Regions from separate parts of the Ovis aries genome. Here region 2 is linked to region 1. The links are chromatin contacts, called in public Hi-C maps. All regions are on one chromosome and are shown on one strand. Each heading gives the region's core, a stretch centred on a gene start, on an enhancer-like site or on the middle of the called end of the contact. The rest is flanking DNA. Distances are from core to core; before and after follow the strand shown.

Region 1 (7,219 bases), core at 4,062-6,561:
CTGGAAGGAGATGTACCAAAAGAGTGGGTACCCTGAAGAGTGGGATTGGGAGAGTTAAGGTGAAATTAGCTTTACATTCTCTATTTTTGCTGCACAAGACCCTGTACATGTATTACTGGCATACTTTTCAAAAACAGCTAAAGGAAGGAAATGTACTTTAAAATTCCACTACTTGAGAATTTCATGGTAAGTCATATAAGGCTGAAGCTTACCTTTGATCATCTCTAAGAAAGAAGGTTGCTTAGCAAACTTGTTTAATAATAAACAAGGTGATTAGCAGAGCTCTCCAACCATACTTAAGAAAGCCAACTCCTGTCAGTTACTCTTATAAATCACCTCAGTCTAAGTCACACACAATAAGTGATTCTTTTTATCCATGTGTCTTATCTATTGGTATTCACAATATTCTTACTCCCAAAGAATAGCCAAATTCTTTTGAAACTGACAAAAGTGCCTCCATTGAAAAAACTAAGTTATATATTAATGCACACTGTTCTTATCAAGCAGCTTGAAATCAAAGAGTTTATGTCGTCAGGCTAAGGTTATAGAAAAGGTATTTTTAAAGTGACTTTGTACTGGATTTCTTTTAGGCTTGTGCTAATCTGTTTTTCAACTTTGAGCCTGGGGGTCTGCATCGTTTAATGGAAGTTCTGTGGCCAGGACCCTGATCTCCGTCTGGGGCTAGACTGGCTGCAGGCACCAAAGTTTCATGCATTTTCAGTGGATTTGGGTCCAGAGCCTAGTGCAAAATGCCTTCTGGGTGACTGACCAGAAATTCAATCACAGCACATTCATTTCAAAAATCCCTTTCATGTATCATTTAAAAGCAGCCTGCGTATTTAAATTTGCATATCTCTGACCCTGGATTTTGGAAACACAGGAGAAGTATGAATTTCTGTTTAGTTTTCGGGATGATGGAAGGAAATAAACCAGAGGCATTTCCTTTCCTTGACTACTGGGTAGATTTACTACTTCTGAAGGATTCTGAACCCGCAATTCTGCAACATAAGCTGCTGTCCCATGGAGCTCGGGAATAACAATAACTAACAGTTATAGAGCATTTTATACTCTCACAAAATGTGTTAGCATTCACTGCCTCATTTAACGGGCAGAGAGGCTCTTAATCATGCTTTCTGATGAGGGACAATGATTCTTTCAAACCCAGCATCTGCAGAGATTACTCTGGTTTTCCTTTCAAAGGGACACACTAAAGAAATAATGATGCCACGCTCTAAGAGTACACTGTAGCAGGTGTGAGGCTGGTTAACTTCCCCACACCACAGCATGCATCTAGTTTCTTTCAGTGAACTCAAATGTGTATGTGACTCTGCTACAGGAAGACAGGAAGGTGAGAAGGTAAATGCAGGAACTTCAGAACCTTGGCTTGAATTCTGGCTCTGCCATTTTCAGTCTTGAGCAAACTGCTTCTTTGTTAAATATTTCAAATCACCAAACTTCTCAGTTTTCTCATCTGAAAAGTGGGGCTGGTGTTAAAATGGCACAAACATCATAGATTTTCATGAGAAATACATGGATGAATCCACACAGGATGCTAGAAGAGTGTCTGGTGCATCACCAACACTTGGCAACCATTGCTGCTGCTACTGTTACATACAATGAGCTGCATTTTAGGGCGGGTGGGTCACGAGACACATCCTTCACTCATTCCAGGTGTGACTAAGAGGCTGTCTGCTGGGCACAGTGCCCAGCTCTGAGGATGTATCAGAAGGGTCCCTTAGGAGACGTGCATTACTGGTGGGTCAGTCAGATCCAAACAAAATCAAAAGTGAATGAGGTGGTAGCAGGGTTATGAATGGGGAATTGAGTTAGAGGATGAGTGGGAACAGGTATTATTTGATTTTTGAATGTGAGACCCAGTGTTTCAAAACATGGGAGGAAAAACAGTCTCAGTGGAGGGAATAGATAAATGAGAACCGTGAAGGAGGAAGGAGCTGGGCAAGTTCAGGAGCTGATGGACCACGGCAGAGAGATGGGCTGGGTGTGTTCTGGCCATGGGCAAGTGTTATGGTTTTGTTCTGCATGGAAAGGGAAGCCACAGAAGGGTGTGAGGCAGAGGGGTAACATGGTTTCATAGAGATTATTTAAATATATGGCATTCAATACAAATTTAACATATGTAATTGTACCATGGATAAATATCTATTATACGCCCATACACATATATATGAAGAGAGTACTGGCTTTCACGTGGGCTGAGGATTGGGGAATGGGGTGACTAGAGCAGGAACATGATAACTGAAGAGACACCTGCCAGCAGAAAACTACAAAGTGCCAGTGGTGTTCAGAGGTACGATGTGGAGAAGCAGAGAAGGGGGCACCATCTGAGGTGACCTTGAAGAGGGCATTGCTTTTAGACCTGCAGAGGTGTCAGGAAAACCCAGAGAGCATTGCTAATTGATGTATATCTTGCAAAGAGGCCATATATTAATAGATGTTCCCTTGCAGTGTCCCAAATTTATATATGGATCTTGGAAATCTGCAAACAGGTGAAATCTGGGAGAGGGAGCATTTGTGTATCTCCTGTATTCCAAGTTACAGGGCACTTAAAAACTACTCTGTGGAACCCAACGGCAAGGAAGGTCCAGAAATAACCATGACTTGTCTGCACTCAAGTGCAACTCATTGCCTTGACTTCGCCTTGGCTTCTGAAGGCCAAGGAAACCCACAGAGCCTGACTTCCATTTTCCACAAGGCACTGAGGTCAAAGGGAACCTTTCCATGCCTTGAACTGAACCTGAGTAAACACAGGCAGGCTGATATCCAAATGAAAATGACCCAGGAAGGACACGGAGCTCCCCGTGCCTGCTGCATCAGCAAGTCCAGACAAAGACCTCAAGTAGTGATACTATTCCTGGATTCATTTTGCCCGCATCAGTGTTCTGTTTATGCCCTATTTCTGCCTGGTGGGCCACCTGCACCTCTCAATACACACATCTGAGATGTTAGCACTGCTGAGAGTTGCTCATACAAGCATTCTCTTTGGATCAGAGCTTTACAATGGTCATATGATTGAAATTCCAAATGACTGTCCCAAAGGTTAACCCACAGCAGCAAAAGAACGTGTCAACTAGTCTCAGAAGAGCTGGGTTCAAGTCTCAGCTCTGCCATTAACCAGCTTCATGATTCTGGGCAAGAACCCACATCTTATGAATTTCAGTTTCCTCTGGGTTGCAAGTTGCCAACATCTACCCCAGATATCTGTCAGGAGGATTAACTATAATGCCATTCCCTTCTCCAGGGGATCTTCCCAATCCAGGGATCCAACCGAGGTTTCCTGCATTGCAGGCAGAATTTTTTTATCATCTGAGACACCAGGAAAGCACAACTATAATGCACATGAGGGTATTTTATCAAATTCATAAAATACAAGTATGGTACTATCATCAATACTGTCAAATAACATCAAATGTTTGCACAGTACTGAACAATGTTTAACTATTTTCGTTTGCTGTATTTAGTTAGCCAACAAAGGAGGTCTTCACTAAGTTGGTTCTTTAAGAGGCACAAAATCTTGTCTGATTTTTGTTCCCCAGCAAAGTACCAGCACTTCATAGGTGCTCGATAAACCAGTGCTGAATGAAAGAAGGAAGAATGAACAAAACCACGCCAGGGAATGGACAAACATCCCTTTGTGGGAGACACAGAATATCACTCCTATTTCACCTGTCTGGATTCCGGCAACAGCTGGGTTTAGCAGTGCCATGAACTAAAATTTCACAGTTACATTTATGACGGAATAGGGCCTAATCCTGCCTTTCTAGCATCCTAAATTGGTCCACTTTGGTCTCTGTTTTCTCCTACTTGGAATGTTTTTTCAGTGAAGTGAAAGCGCACTGCTTTCCTATTGCAGTCTTTCAGTTCTCTCTCTTAAGCCATCTGCTCCTTTATGTCAAAACTTATTGATTTTATTTGAAAACTTTTAATTAGAAGCTTCCAGGCAGTGGCAGAGTTAAGTTTAGATACTTCCAGCTTGTCTCATCCTCAGCAGCTGCAGTAAGGCAATAAGGCTTATGATTTAAGTTCATTATTATCTTCATGTTGATGTCATTTTGTTTTCCCTTGCTATTTCATTGTTCCAGTAAGTTACATAAGGCTTAATAGCCACCAGATTAATACTGCTTCTTAGAAATGACCTTCCAGGGATTTTTTCCTTATGTGATCAGATGCTGGCGAAGCTATAATAAGTAATAGATGTCCCCATTCTACTTCACCTTTAACCCAAAGACTACAGAAAACTTTACAAACATTAATTAAGCCAATCTCATTACACTCCAGGAGAAAGGAATTATCCACTGCAGAAAACTAAAACTGAGTTTAAAGTCACCTCCACAACATATTTAGTGTCAGGCAGTAAGCAAGAGAATTACATCTGTTCTATGCTATCAAAGAACTGTCTCCACCTTTCTCTCTGTGGGCTTGGAAAGTTCCTATTCATCCTACAAAACTCTGCTTGGTTATCACCTACCTCGGGAAGCCTCTCTTACTTTAACTTCCAGGTCCAATTAGGTGCATCCCATCTCCTTTCTATTCTACTGTAAGCATCTTCACAGAACCCTCATTAAATGTTTTTGAGATTGTATTCTCACTTATCTCTCTTCCCAGGCTTCAGTTTACTAAGGATATGTACTCATTTTTCTCACCAAAGATGTGCAATTTATGCAAAATTAATTATTTTAGTTCCCCCCACCCCCAAGGTTATCCCATAGTCTGGCACATAACAGACATTCATGTTTGTTTAACAGGACTGGATTCCTGTTTTTGTTTATAATAGACTTTATCTTTTTGAGCAGTTTTGTAACAGTTTTAGGGTCACAGAAAAATTGAACAGAAGGAACAGAGATTTCCCTCCTCTCTCCTGCCCGTCCATGTCCCCCTCACATGGGCTTCTCAAGCATCAACATCCCTCACTAGAGTGGTGGTACAGTGTTACAGTGGATGAACCTGCATGGACACATCACCGCCGACCAGAGTTCATGGTTTACATTAGGGTCCACTTGGTGGGTCTGGAAAAGTGGAGAATGACATGTCTCCCCATGGTAGTATCAGACAGAGTAGTTTCACTGCCCTGAAAACTCTGTGCTGTGCAGAATTCCTTTATCAATCACCAAAGCATACTTTCTGTAGTGTGGCCAGAAATCTCTTAGCTTGTTATTTAGCACCAAATTGATAAGACAAAACAAAACAGGGCAACACAGCCTGTTGTAACTTCTCTGTAAAGTACACAGACTGGTGCCTTGAAGAACTTACCGTTCCTCCTGGTCTGGATCACAGTGAATGAAACAGCTGCTCTCTGTCTGCCCTGTAAGTGTCCCTAGGTTCTAAAAGATTTGATACCACACAGAGCCTGGACCAGTGGCCCTCATTCTGTTTTGTACAGCAACATACAAGGAAGAAGTGTCCATGTGAGATGCTCTGATTAATCACCCATTTTTCCTTTCTTCTTTAACTTGAGAGAGAGGGCATAGGGACAGAATTGAGAGGGAGGGAGAGTATCACAGTTATCCGAATCCACTGTAATTTATATAAAAAAGCAAAACATTTGCTTTAGCTGTTGTTAGCAGTTAATGATTATGAGAAGGCTAAAGATTACCAAGAGTGTGTTGCGATAGCATACTTGTGCCTGGCAGCCTGCAACTTGCCTCTGTAGACACTGAGAGCAGCCAATGTTCTTAAATAACTTTGGGGTAACAGGAAAGGTATGTCTCATTGAAGCAGACAAACCTTTTCTATATACAAGAAAAAAATTAAATGAGATAATTGCAAGCAAAGCATTTAGCCCAGCATGGAACAAATATCAAACGTCCAAGGAATTCAGCTTTTCTGTAAGAACAACGTTACTAATTCTTGTTTATTGAGTGCTTATTCAGTGCCAGGAACTACACCAAGTGGTGTGTATGAACCCTCTGAATATTCCCAACAAACCTATGAGGTGTTGTTCTAATCATATTTCACAAATAAAGTAAATGGAATTTACATATTTTTTTCACTGGGTCTCAGCTACTCATAGTAAGTGGGAAACTGGGTTTAGTTGCCTCCAGAGCCTAATAACCTAGCCTGTCTCTTTTGCAGCAAACAAGTGGCACCTATTAAGTGCTTGTGTGCCCTACCATGTTATGCAGCTGCTCTACAGATGACATGAACACTGCCCTCAAGTAACTTCTGGCTCAGCTGGAAAGGGCAGACAACATACCCAAGTGAAAGCTAAGAGGCTATTGTAAAACAGTACATGAAAGATGGTCATTTTGAGACATTAGTCTGCCATCTTCCTATCTGCCGACTTTCCAAATAAAGTCATTATTCTTTGCCTCAAAAAAAGAGACATTACTTGGTGAACTGCCATTTAAAATTTTAATCTAAATAGGCTCTGGGTTTAAGGAAAGAAGAGACCAAGGGGCTGGTGGGGTCAGGAGACCCTTCAGAACTTGAGATACATCTGGGTCTATCCATATGGTCTATATGCTTGGTTGTGATTTTGTGGGTGGGAAATATATTAGGACTACTTGGAGGGGGCTTTCTAAACTCTACTCCCCTCACCCTTAAGACACATACTTGAAAAATTACTATTGACGTCTGCCATGGGTTTTGATAGAAATAACTAGAGGGTAGTGTTGTGAGTCTGGAGGGCTTCCCAGGGGGCTCAGTGGTAAAGAATCCATCTGCCAATGCAGGAGACACAGGAGATGTGGGTTGGATCCCTAGGTCAGGAAGATCCCTTGGACAAAGAAATGGCAATCCAATCTAGATCCTGCCTGGGAAATCTCATGGACTGGAGAGCCCATAGAGAACTCTATGGGCTACAGTCCACAGAGCCTCAAAGAGTCAGACACAACTAAGTGAGAGAGCATGCACACACACACATTGTGAGTCTGGGCTCTGCAGTTCAAATTTGGACTGTGTCCAGTCTCTCTTTGAATCTCAGTTTTCCTATCTAGAAAATGAGGAAAATAATTACAGTAATGAGAAAATGTATGGAAAGCCCCTTGAACAATGCCTGGTGGGTAGTGAATGGTCAATGTATGATGGCTAATAGTAGTAGTTCTCTGGCTTGATGATGGAGAAAACGGTGGGAGTCACTGATCTAAGATACCCGTCAGATAGCAAACTTCTCTGAGTTCTCTGTAGGACCCGCGCAGCAGCAAAGAAGCTTAGGAGGAAGTGACAAGCACTACATTTTCCATTTATTTTAGGGCTTACACCT
Region 2 (7,194 bases), core at 2,593-5,092, 230 kb after region 1:
CATACTAGCTTATTTAAACCTCACAACAACCTTCTGTGGTGGGTTCTATTGTCCTCATTTTAGAGATCAGAAAACCACAACATGGAGAAATTAAACCATACACCCAAGATCATCCAGTTAATAAGTGGTTGGAGGTGGGATCAAATTATTCAAAACAGCAGATGATATCTATTTAAAATGGCCCCAATTTTGTATTTTGTTCTTATACAGTAGTCTTAATCTAACTATATCAAACATTAGTAAGATGTTTTATCAGTTAGAAAAATATACTGAGTTATCTAGGTTTGTGTTTTAGTTCAGAGGGAAAGTACCATAAGAATCTAGAAATGTTAAGTGTCAGATCTTTGCTTCCAAATATAATCACTAGAAATTAACTTTTGCAATACATGGTCAAAACTTGCCTACCTAACATGTGTTATTGGCATTAATTTATTCATTCCATTGTTCAGTGATTTACATATGATCACTGGGTTCCTGTAGCATCAAAGTAGACTGAGTCATCCATGACTTCGAGAAGCTTCCAGTTTGATGGACAAGACACAAAAGGAAACCAGCGATTACAGTAATGATCTATTCAAGTCCTATGGTGTATCAAACGCTTTGACAGACTTGGGAACTCCACGAGGACAGGATCTCTGCCTCATTCTGCTTTGTCTCCACCCAGTCCCTAAGCCAGTGCCCGAAGGAAGGAGAGAACACAACAACTTATGAGTGAGCAGATGGAACGGAGGAGGTGAGGCAGGGAGTCAGAGGCAGGGTCGGAATCAGCCAGGGATTGGGGCACAGAAGACAATGGAAAGATCCCTGAAGGTGGGTATTAAAAAACGAAGGATTTGCAGACATGAGCCAGGTAAGGAGTAGGGTGGGGAGAATGGAAATGCAGGAACAGAGATGTGCACGAGAGCACCATGAGTTGTGATGCTGATGACAGGCCTCTGCAAGCCTGTTTAGATTTGTCTGGAGACACATGGAAATGTGAACCAGCTGACATACAGAAGGCAAGGAAGACTAGAAGCAGACGGGTGGCCACAGCGAGAGACAGAGCTCAGGGGGTCCTCAGGAGCCAGATCACGGCTCTCAAGCTAAGGACTGTCAACCTGACTCCAAAAGCCACAGAGAGGTCATCAGTAGGTTTTAAGCAGGGAAACATCATTAACAATTTTAGTTGATTGGAAAAGTTGTGACCCCTCTTCCCTAACCTGTTATAGGCATGGATTTGTTAGATAATATTGCAAACAGTTGTGTTAAGGTTTATCAATTGTGGTCATCCTATTTCTAGCTCTAGACCGACTGTCTTTAAGTCCCTCTCCTAAGCTCCTCCTTTGCCTCCCTTGGCCCTAGTGGGACTAGCCAGGATGATCCAAGGCCCTTTTACTGCTCCTCCTTAGAAGCAGTTTCATCCATCTGATCTATTATCTCACCCTACACCTGTAGCAGCACTGGGAAAAAAGACAAACACATGCTCTGGTGAATGAAAATCACTCAGAATCTCAACAGGGCAGGAGAGGACTAGCAATTGGAGTGAAAGCCACCAGACCTCAATGTAAAAGGGCCAGGTTGTACAGACAAACCTAAACAAATTAGAGTCAGAGCTCAGTTCAACATCTCTCAAGCAGAGCATCAGCCCTAAATCCCAGGTGATAGGTTTTCACACATTTGAGGAAGATAAGCTCTCAATTTCTTAAGCTACAAACAATAGGTTTTATTTCTAGCATGTCGAAGCTGCAAGTCTTTCCTCGCTGTGTGTGATTCCCCCTATAATATACCCTAGTATACTCCATGCTTTTTTCTGTTTTCTGGCATTTTGGTATTTTCTGACTGTAAAAGCAAGTTATGCTAAAAATTTACACAAGACAGAAAAAATGATTTAAGCAAAAATTATTCTTCACTTCACCAATCAGGTCAACCAAGCACAACATTTTTAACTCTTGTCCCAACTTTTGTCCTCACATGTACATGAAGTTATTGTTATTATTGTTTAGCTATTATTGTTGTCTTTTAAACAAATATTAGTTGGGTAATTTGCTTTCTTCTACTAAGTATTCTGTAGCTATGCTTTACATTGCGATTTCTAAAGCCTGAAGAATATTCCATTATGTGGATATACCATAATTTTATCAATCTCCTCTTCATAGACATTAGAATTATTCATAACCACCAGAAAGTTTATGAAAAAGGCAGACTGTGATGAACACCCATGTAGCTAAAATTTCTTAACATTTCTGTGATTATTTAAAATTCAAGAAGTATAACTGTGAAACCAAATGATATGCATGTTTAAAACTTGCTACATATGCTACATATCACTGAATTGCCCTCTCAAAGGATGGTATCCATGTAGCATCTTCCTTTGGTTGTCCAGTGGTTAAGACTTGGTGCTTCCACGACAGGGGGCAGGTCTGATCCCTGGTTAACATCCTGCATGCCATGTGGCACAGTCAAAAAATAAAGACAATAAAGCATGGTATTGTCTTCAAAACATTCCTGTTTTTAAAAAATTGACCAAAAGTGTCCATTGTATACCATCTTTACCTGCTTTAGGTATTATCATTTGTTCTAACTTTTGCCTACCTGACAGGTGGAAATCAGCATCACCTGATTTCAATTTTTTGATTAGTGGTGAGCTTGAACACCTTTTCCTGTGATTACTAGGCATTTATTCTCTTATGAATTGCATTTTCATGTCTTCTGCTCATATTCCTGTTTGATGATGCTTTTTCTATTATATTAAGAGTATTAGGGAGGCTCAAGAGGGAGGAGATATATATACACACATGTCTGATTCATGTTGTACGGCAGAAACCATCAACACTGTAAAGCAACTATCCTCAAATTAGAAATAAAGAATATTAACCCACCAAAAATTTATTTTATAGATAGGAAATTATAATTGGGTCCAGTTACCTACAGAGACTTTCCACCCTACCCTCTGTTAGGCACATACATACCTCTAGGTGTGTCCCTAGAGCACTGACTGTATTATGAAGTCATCATCTAAGGTATTTCAGAAAGAAAGAAGCCTGGCAAAGCTTATTCAGCTAGTCTGGGATTCGTGCGCTTACACAGCCCTCTCTGTGCTTGAAGGAGAAAGGAAAGAGTCGATCACCTCACTCCCAACCCCCACTCCCATTCCAGGTCTTTTAGAGCTTGTTCTGTGCATCCGTTCACGTGGGGGCCTTTCTTTACATTCCCGGGTTCTGCATTTTAGGAGCACTAGAAGTGTGAGGAACATTATGCTTATATTTTGGGTCAGTTCAGGGCCTAACACCTCTCCAAAATCCTCACTCTGCTGCCAGTGCTCCCCTTTGTCTTTTAGGTGAGGGAAAGGAGGATCTCGCACAGAGAGGCAGAGAGGGCTGGGCAGCGGGAGGGGGAGGGAGGGAGGGACAAAGGCCCAATCAGAAATACCGTTTCAGAATTACAAGCACAGCCTGTCCTATGATCACGCTCATTACACAGGTAGCAAAGGAACCTGCCAGACGCCACACAACTAAAGAGTGGCAGAGCTGGGATTGGAACTCAGGCCTCTATGAATCCAAGTTCAGAGTGAGTGAGTGAGTGAGGGAGTGAGGGAGTGAGGGAGGGAGTGAGTGAGTGAGTGAGTGAGTGAGGGAGTGTGTATGCGTGCGTGTGTGTGCGTGCACGCGCGTGTGTGTCCAATGCCTCGTAAATCACCACGTCTGCTTACTCTGGTTTTTATAAGTAAGTGATTCAAGGCTCAGGGGACTATGCCACTGGCCTGTGGCCCTCAGACTTTCTTGGCAAAGCTGATGGAGCACACAGGCCTCTGACCAGCAGGCCACAGCTGGTTCCCTTCACCGTGCTGACTCATCTTTGAGAAGATGATGCAATTTAATGAGAAAACATTAAATGTGTACAGATTGGACTGGGGCTGTTCTGTTATTTCAGGACATGTTGGATAAAGTGAGCTAAACCCCAGGCTCTTTGCAGAGCTCCCTACCAAGGGGTATTTCCTGGGAGTCTTTCTAAAACCCTCTGTGGTAGTTATAACCTGGTGTCAGTTATGTTCAAATAAAAGTCAGCATAAACAATTGCTGTGTGTGAGTTGCTGTCTTTATGGTGGTTCAGTGGGGTTAAACCTGGGCTGATATCACATGTGAAAATGTCTCCCAGACTCTGCTCCCAGTCCCTCCTCTTGGTGCCACAGGAAGCGGGGCTCTGTGCAGTAGGGAGTGGGGTGTTCCTTCTCTCCCCTGCTCCTACCTGCTCACCTTTCACAGGCTCACTGCCTCCTCTGCCAGGTTAGTTCTCCACTCACACTTGGATTTTCTTATTCTTTAAATATGCAGTCAGCTGAGCAAATCCGGTTAGTCGGGGCTCCATTTTTTTTTTCCTCCATGTGGCTTAAACAAATTGTTTTGCACAAATTTGGCACCCTCCATTTTTTATCCATCTTTTCCCATAGGTAATACTACTATCCCAATTTTTCCATAATGCCGTTATTGCCCTTGTAAAGAGTCTGAAGGTCAATGGAGAAATTTGCCTAAAGTCACACCACTGACACATCACACAGCCTGAGTTCAAATCCATTTATATGAGTCCCCAAATTTCAGCTCTAGAGACCCTAGCTCCCTAACTCTTTGTACTCAAAGTTTACCATCTTTGCTAACTTCCAAAATAGTGAATAAAGACTTATACTCCAAAAAAAGATGACTGAGAAACTGCCTGAGTTTTTGGATCTCATTTGGAAGGTTTCACAAAGATGGAGGTTTCACTACGATGGATAATTGCCCTTTTTGAGACAAAGAATGAGATAGTTTGATGGCATCACTGACTCAATGGACATTAATTTGAGTAAACTCTGGGAGTTGGTGATGGATATGGAGGCCCGGCGTGCCGCAGTCCAGGGGATTGCAAAGAGTTGGGCATGACTGAGCGACTGAACTGAACTGAGGCTGCATCTCCTCTGATGAGATCTGATCTCCTCTAGGCAGGTGAGCCTTCCAAAGGCTGATTCTAAACTAGTTGTACATGGAACTCCAAGACAGTTTTGTTTTGTCCATACCTCTGTGAAGCAGTTCCTAAGTATGCTTCCAAAACATGCATCCTAGGAGACACTCCTAAACATGGGGTTACATGACTAAATACTTCAGGGAACAGAGATAAATTAAGTCATTGTTTCCCATTTATGTTCTATTAAACACTGTTGTGTGAGCTTGTAATAGATGTGGCTAGATGTGGTAGAGAGAAAACAAGTTGAGATCAAATAATTTTGGCTCAGCAAACTGAATGTTCTGATTCCCTCTTGGAGATTCCTGGTAAATGTTAATACATGAAAGATTCTGACAAGTCCTGTTAAAATTTATTCTGTTTTTTTATTTGATGCTTCTCAGATATATTTGATCTTAGGGCCTTTCTTCATCATGCAGCTCTAGCTCACAAAGACCCACTCTGGACAGGCTTCTGGTGTGCATTTCAGTTTGAAATTGTGCTTTAAAGGGAGTTAGTGGAGGGACCCCTTTGGAGAACTTAGGCGTGATTCTGTTATAAGCTAGTTGAATGACTGTGACTCACTCCTTTCTGGGCCTTAGTTTCCCTATCTGTAAAATAAAAGTTTTGTACAAGATTGTCTTTAACTTCCTTCCAGTTCCAACATATTATCATCTAAACCCATGGAATTTGTGAGGCCACAAACCAAATTATCATGATAAACTATATATTTATATCTCCTTAATCTCATTCAGTCACCCAGAGACAAAATGATAATGATCCTTTTCAAGCTATAGAAATCTTAAGTATATAAATATTAATTTGCCTCTATCTGCTAGTAGATTGCAGAAAGTAATGGAATTACACGATCGTTTACTTTTCTAGAGCTCTGAGGCTTTTCGTGATCAGCCAGTTTCCAGGACAATGAGAAAGTCCCTAGACTCTCCAGAGAGGTCCTAGTGAAGCTCGGTATGACCTTGAGCAGCAGCTTTACCTCTCTGTGATTTACATTCTTCATCTTAGAAGTAAAATTGCCGTTTACTGTAAGATATTTTGTGAGGACTATCAGTCATGGTAAAACCAAACCAAACCAAACCAAACCTGTGTCCTCTGGATATTTGTTTGCCACTCCTCCAAGTTCAAAAGTGTTTCTAATCCCACTCCCTTCAATCCAGCTCCCAGCCATTCCTAGGTGGCTGCTACATAAATCCTCCATTTGATAGTATTAATGCTAGTATAGTATGGATGGGGCTTCCTAGGTAGCTCAGTGGTAAAGAATCTGCCTGCCAGTGAAGCAGACGTGGGCTTGATTCCTGGATTAGGAAGATCCCCTGGAGAAGGAAATGGCAACCCATTCCAGTATTCTTGCCTGGAAAATTCCATGGATAGGGGAGCCTGGCAGGCTATAGTCCATGGAGTTGTAAGGAGTCGGACAGGACTGAGCAACTAAACAACGTGATATGGATGAGAATATGACACCTTAACATGGGAGACAATTTGCTTTGTTTTAATGATACTTATCTTAGTAATAATCATTATTCTTAAAATAAAGAGCAAGATAGTGTGATGGGTAATAGTGAGACTTTGACATCAGACAAACCTGGGTTTGAACCCACCAATGTCATGTATTAGCTGAGCATCCCAAGGCAGGCTGCTAGTCTCTGAGCCTCAGATTCTTCATGTATACAGTAGGAATAATTTGACTCACTACAAAGCTGGTGCAACAATGCAACATCGTAATTTTTGTAAAGCTCTTAGAACAGCACCTGGGCATGTGTGAGCTCCGTTATATCATTTAAAAACATTATCTGCTTATTTCACCCATAAAAGAAAAAAAGAAGGGCCAGAAGAAAACTGTCACAGTACCAAGACCAAGAATCCTGCACAGCCATAGAAAGGATAACTGTAATTAGTGCTCATAGCAAATGTTCATTAGGCAGCCTGCAATATTCATGTGGGCCAGAGGCCCTCTTTAAATAATGCTGTCATCGTTCATTATTGAACACTGCCACCTGGTGGATGGACAGGCCACGTGCAGGCAAGGAAATCAGCAGAGGTTACGCCAGGTCACCTGGTCACCTAAGGAAGACACTCTTCTGTCCATCTCATCCACACTGGTTTCAGCTTCGTAATTTAGAGCTCTGGATATGGAGTGATGCAGTGATCCATGCTTTTGTAGACTCCCCTTTATCTTCACGCAGTTGTCAAAGTGACACAAAGACATGAAAACTGTCTTAATTTGCT

Evidence for each region. A called contact is a pair of places that touch in the nucleus more often than the background predicts.
Region 2: a Hi-C map of liver shows a contact between it and region 1, with 2.6 times the contacts expected there. The contact joins two enhancer-like sites. A contact is called at or near these places in 2 of 16 Hi-C or Micro-C datasets (liver and mixed tissues).

The regions. Positions count from the first base shown.
Region 1 is chr5:55,698,855-55,706,073 of ARS-UI_Ramb_v3.0, forward strand. The region is part of intron 2 of PPP2R2B (protein phosphatase 2 regulatory subunit Bbeta); the gene reads right to left. Among named protein-coding and RNA genes, the nearest start is that of TRNAF-AAA, 240 kb to the right of the region's middle. Within about 2 kb of position 5,312, at least 3 of the 54 cell types and tissues checked have an H3K27ac peak or open chromatin away from gene starts, as enhancers often do. A contact at or near this core is called in liver, where this site is marked.
Region 2 is chr5:55,931,814-55,939,007 of ARS-UI_Ramb_v3.0, forward strand. All of the region lies in intron 2 of PPP2R2B (protein phosphatase 2 regulatory subunit Bbeta), which reads right to left. Among named protein-coding and RNA genes, the nearest start is that of TRNAF-AAA, 12 kb to the right of the region's middle. Within about 2 kb of position 3,843, at least 14 of the 54 cell types and tissues checked have an H3K27ac peak or open chromatin away from gene starts, as enhancers often do. A contact at or near this core is called in liver, where this site is marked.